Linked DNA regions of Anas platyrhynchos: region 1 is linked to region 2. A link is a contact called in public Hi-C data. All regions are on one chromosome and are shown on one strand. The core of a region is the stretch at or near the end of the contact, and the rest is flanking DNA. Distances in the headings are between cores, read along the strand shown.

Evidence for each region. Hi-C and Micro-C count contacts between places; a contact is called where the count stands out from the background.
Region 1: a contact with region 2 is called in a Hi-C map of subcutaneous adipose tissue, with 2.1 times the contacts expected there. The contact joins the promoter of FLCN here to the promoter of DHRS7B in region 2. A contact is called at or near these places in 2 of 8 Hi-C or Micro-C datasets (liver and subcutaneous adipose tissue).

The regions. Positions count from the first base shown.
Region 1 is chr15:17,011,643-17,014,342 of IASCAAS_PekinDuck_T2T, forward strand. It overlaps FLCN (folliculin), which reads right to left and starts at 1,259. Exons shown (of 12, transcript XM_038186796.2): 1 at 1,121-1,259; 2 at 383-662. The coding sequence starts at 631. COPS3 (COP9 signalosome subunit 3) reads right to left here. Exons shown (of 12, transcript XM_027468940.3): 12 at 2,683-2,700.
Region 2 is chr15:16,792,396-16,795,095 of IASCAAS_PekinDuck_T2T, forward strand. DHRS7B (dehydrogenase/reductase 7B) reads right to left here and starts at 1,415. Exons shown (of 7, transcript XM_027469151.3): 1 at 1,267-1,415. The coding sequence starts at 1,286.

The DNA of each region.
Region 1 (2,700 bases), core at 9-2,508, 220 kb after region 2:
TAATCAATAGTAAGACCTGAGCTAATGAAGCAGTGACTCTCAGAGGATGAGGGAAGCATTTCTCAGCGTCACAAGACTAAAATGCATAGAGGGCTTAAAAGAGACCTCAGAAGACAATCTTGTAAAGGTCAATAGCCTCAAACACAGTCCCTTTAACATCCTGTCACGGGTAGCTGTACTGTGTAAGGACTTAGACGTTTTTTGGTACTGTCAGTCATATTCAAATACAAGTGCAGTTCACTTTTTTCCTGCTTAAAAAAAAACCACACAAAACACAAATAGCGACACAATTTGCATTAGAGAATCCAAGAGCTTTTAGAAAAGTAATAGATTTAGTAAAGTAAAAGGCCACTGATGTCCATGTGCAGCTATTCGCACTTGCCTCACACATGTCTGACTTCTTCGGCCCTGGGCTGCTGGAGTCAGCACTGGCACCTTCAGCCGGGCTGTGCGAGCGGATCCTGCTGCTCATCTGGATGCCGCCCTCCTCCTCTTCCGCCTGCTCATTCTGCCCAGCGATGTCCCCGCTGCTGGCGCCTTGGGGAAGCGGCGAGTGCAGGACCTCGGTGCAGAAGAGGGTGCGGGGCCCGTGGAGCTCGCAGAAGTGGCAGAGGGCGACGATAGCATTCATAGTGAGAGCGCGGCGCGTCCGTCAAGGCCTCCTGCGGATAAAGGAGAAAACAGACGACATCAGCACGGAGAACAAGCCTCGAACCCTCCTCAGCTGGGCGAAACCCTGCTGTGCATCCCCCTGAGGGGCGGCTCAGCCAAAGGGAGAGGCCCAACCCTACATGGGGGGGCTCTGATACCTCAGGCTTTGATGGGGGGAGAGCGAAGCGGCCTCGCCTCGCCTGGGCGCCTCAGGGGGGACCCCGGGTACCTCAGGGGGGGCCCCGGGCGCCTCAGGGGGGACCCCAGGTACCTCAGGGGAGGCCCCAGGCGCCTCAGGGGGAGGCCAGTGCCAGGCCCACCCGCCCTCCCCACACCGCGACGGTGCCGAGGCCCCTCGGGCTGCAGCCCCCCAACTCCCTCACGCCTCAGGGCTCGGCCCCGGTCCCCCCTCAGCGGCCCCGGCCCCGTTCCGACCCCTTCCCGGTCCCCCCCCCCAGGCCCCGCTCACCGCGGCCGCGGCCCCCCCGGCGCGTCCCGTGGCTGCGGGCAGCTGACAGCCGCGGCCCCGCCGGGCTGTACCATCCGCACCCACCGCCGGGGGGGGTGAGGTTATAGTTGGAGGTCACTTCTCGGCTGCTCGCTCGCCGCCCAGCAGGAGAAGGAGGAAGAACGGAGAGAACGGTGGTGCTGAGACGGCGCCCAGGCGGTGTCCTCACGCCGCAGCCCCGCTGGTGACAAGCGACGCCGCCGCGTCCCCCCCCGCGCCCCGCCGTCATGGTTCAGGCGACGCCTTCGGCCCGCAGCCGCCCTCTGCACAGGGCTGGGCGGAACCATTACCTCAGAGGGTGCGGGGGGGGGCTTGAAACTCCAAAACACGTCTCCTTCTTTTTACTCGCTGAGCCTCGCGCTGTTATCACACGGTGAAGAGAAGACATCAGTGATAGACCTCCAGGAGCCGGGACAGGTCGAGGAGACTGCGAACCCACAGCCGGAGGGGGCCCCGCTCCCCCTCTCCTACCCCCGAAAAATGGTGCGGCCCACAGGGCGGGTCACGTGACCGCCGACCCGCAGGGAAGGGGGGGGGGGTAGAGGCGGGCCGCGCGCAGGCGCAGTGCGTCCCCGCCGCGCTCTGAGGGGACGGCCCCGCCCCGCCCCTCGCCTCAGCCCCTGAGGGCTCGGCTCGGCCCCGGCCCCTGTCACGGGGAGGCGGCGGGGGTTGAACAGCTCAGTCAGTGAATTAAACACCTCAGCCGAGTTAAAAACACCTCGATTTAGGCTCTTACACACCTGCCCTTGTTTCAGCCCGTCCTATATTGCTGTAGGGTCTCACATCTTACCACAGGGTTATTGCTGTGTGGAAACTACGCCACATACACGTCACATACACCCCACAGCCCCTTGGAATCGGTTATCCTTTCAAGCTTCAAAATAATCAACTGCTGTTTTTTTTTCATCCCCCCCCCTTCCCTTTACATTGGAGCTGGCCTCTAAAGACTCTCAAGTATCCGTGTCTTTAAAAAATAAATAAAAAAGTAGTAAGTCTTCCCCAAGATAATGGCACAAATCATTCAGCTAATCACAACTCATACTGCTATAAACCGACTGAAACCCCCAAAAAAGGCAGCTACCAGCAATACCAGCACCATATATTATGACTCTGCTCTGAGCAGTCACATGTGGACTGAAGACTTGGGCTTCTGCAGAAGAAAACAATATTCAGATGGACAGTGAGATAGATGATGCTTGCAACACAATGATCAGATCTAAGTACAAAGAAGTCCTAATTTGCAGCACGTTTGAGCCAAAGCCCATCTAATTCCAGTCTGTCTTGGACAAAGGCCAGTAGCACTTCCCAAGACACAGACTGCTTGCACAAAAGAAAACACTACTTCTGTTTGAGACCATTCAGGAGAGGTCTGAGAAGCTACCAGTAGATATCTAAGAACAAAAGATTCCCCCCCAAAACAAACAAACAAACAAACAAACAACAGAACAAAACTACAAAAAAGCCAAATCCAAAAAACCTACTATCTCATTCTTTCAGGCCAACCATTTAAGACAAACTAAGAATGACTCGTTTGTTATCTT
Region 2 (2,700 bases), core at 165-2,664:
GGAAAAAAATTAATTTTCATTTCTTTCCTTAGGATTCTTGAGAACTTTGAGCAGAACTGGACTGAGAGATGAGCTGCTCATCACACTCGGCAGCAGCACGTGGTATCTGCCAGGGAAATGGGCATTCCTTCAAGCAGACCACATTCGCTAAATCCTTTTCAAGCCGTGTTTGACAGGGAAGAAGAGTGAGCATTGCTTGCGTTTAACACCAGCTAAATGTTCTTGGTGATCCAACTGCTTCAGAAAGAAATTGACGTGAAATGTGTAGACTTTGAGGTCAGGGGACAAAGGAAGGCAGCATTGTCTATTCAATCAGTGATTTAATAGAAGCAAACAGGAAATTTGACAATTTCTCTGACTCACCAGGTCCCCAAACAATGGTAAGTGAAGGTTCAAAAAGCTCACTGAAGACCTAATGAGAAAAATAAAGTGACTACGCTCATTGAAACAGCTGAATTAACAAAATGCTTGTGTGCACTTACATTATCTGCTTTCACTCCAGACTTCATGAGCAGAAAATGATGTGCGAGATACCCTGAGGGCATTAGAAATCAGCAAAAGGCCTAAGAAGGAACTCAGTGCCTGGACAGAACTCCTCAGTAAAAGGTAATTGTTCAGAGAAGAAAGGGAGGAGGGGTTTGGGAGAAGGAATCCAAGACCCCAGCTGGATTTCTGAACAGAAATGATGGGAAGTGTGACGGTGAGGACTGCCCCAGGCAACAGGAGCAGGCGGACACCAGGTCTGTAAGTGGATGGCAACAAAGATCGGTCGTCTGGGGGCTGCTGAGGTGGGAAGGCTCAGTTATAACAGTCTGAATTAACTTCTTAAGGTGCAATTCGAAAACCCTGCTATCTCCCCGCTATCACTTGGAGCAGTGCCTGAGGAGACGATCCGCTGTGTTTTGGGAGTCGCTTAATGCCATTTATTTATGCTTTTACCCCAAAAAGATCTCAGTATAGCCCCTGGGATTATCAACGTAACCCCTCGGGATTATCAATACAACCCCCGGGATTACCAATACAACCCCTGGGATTGTCAATACACCCCCTTGGGATTATCAATACAACCCTTGGGATTACCAAAATAACCCCCGGGATTGTCAATACACCCCCTCAGGATTATCAATACACCTCCCTGGATTACCAATCCAACCCCTCAGGATTATCAATGTAACCCCCAAGATTACCAGCCCAGCCCCTCACGGCCCCCCCCCAGCCGCCCTTTGCCGCCCCCGTCCCCTCAGGGCCCCCCCGGCCGGGCCCTACCTGCCCGCCGCCGTCACCATGGCCACCGCCGGAAGTGCGGCGGGGGGAGGCGGGGCTTCCGGCGGCGCGCCCAATAGCAGGCCGCTTCTGCCGGAAGGCCTGGGAGCCGGCCCGCGGCGTTGCCCTTCGTGGGTCCGGCCGTGGGTTGGGTCCGGTCGGGAAACAGCGCCCCCGGTGGGAGGTTCCGGCCTCACTTTGTTCCGAGCTGGGCCTGCGGGTCTATTAGGGCAGTGGTTCAATTAATAATAATAATATTAATAATATTAATAATAAAACAATTAATAATTCAGCCTCCCAGAAGGATCCCTGAGGAGCCAGCTCGTTGCCAGCCCTGCTTGAAAGGGCAGGGGAGCTGCATACAGCGTACCCAGAGCTGGCAGTGCATGGCTACAGGGGCAGGGATGGCGAAATCCTGTGATAAAAGAGGAGGAGGTGGCGTTCTGCAGGGCCCTGATCGCGGTCCCGGAGTGTGGGCAGCAAGACCAGGGGCAGTGTGGTTCCCTGGTTCTTAAACGGGCTCCCCGCAGCAGTGCTCGCAGGCAGCACCCGCAGTCCAAGAGCTTTTCCCTTTGAGGTGAAATGGGGCTGAAGTGTTGCAGCCTCAGCTCCTGTAAAGGCCGTGGAGCTGATAACGGGCAACGGGGTGCTGCAGGGTTACAGCACAAATCCGAGCAGGCCTTTGGAAAACAAGGTTCCTGTGATGCCCAAATCCCAAAGCCTGGATGGACTCAGTGGTGTGAGGAGCTCCTGCACCAAGGGCTTCGTCCTGGCACAAGGAGCTTCTCTTCCTATTCCCTACAGCGTGCGTGAGCAGGAGATACATCTACAAAGGCATTATCCAGCGACAAAGGGAGTTAATCCCAGGTGTCTTTCCCTTTGAGCAGCAGTGAGGTGAGCAGTTGTGTTTGTGTGTTTTTTTATGACAGTTACTTGAAGCAGTTTACATATGGTAACGGCATTTTGTTCCTCTCTAATAAGGAAAACACACTGGGGCCGTGAGTTTGCATCAGTATGTTTGTTTGTCATTAGTAAGGGATCAATACTGAAGGAAAAAATAGAAAAGGATTCAAGATCTTCCTAAAAATCACATTCTGATAGGTCTGACAGTAACACGCTTTTCTGGCTTTAGGGCCAATGTGAATCAAAAGGAAAGAATCAATAATTATACTTATCCAAATTAAAATGAAAAACAAGAAGTTCATTTGTGTAATGGCAGCCTTACTGGAAGCTGCAGTCTGCTCGGTCTTCTGAAAATCAGAGCTAGAAAAAGCCCTTTCAGACCATCCTTCTCAGCAAAGCAGGACAGGATGAGCCAGAGCCTAATGCACTGACTTTCTCACAGGACCATGGCTGCCTGAGAGCTACATCCAAGCTCCTGTGGTAATTTACCTGGTATCTGACAGCCTATTTAATTTAATAGGGAACAGTCAGCGT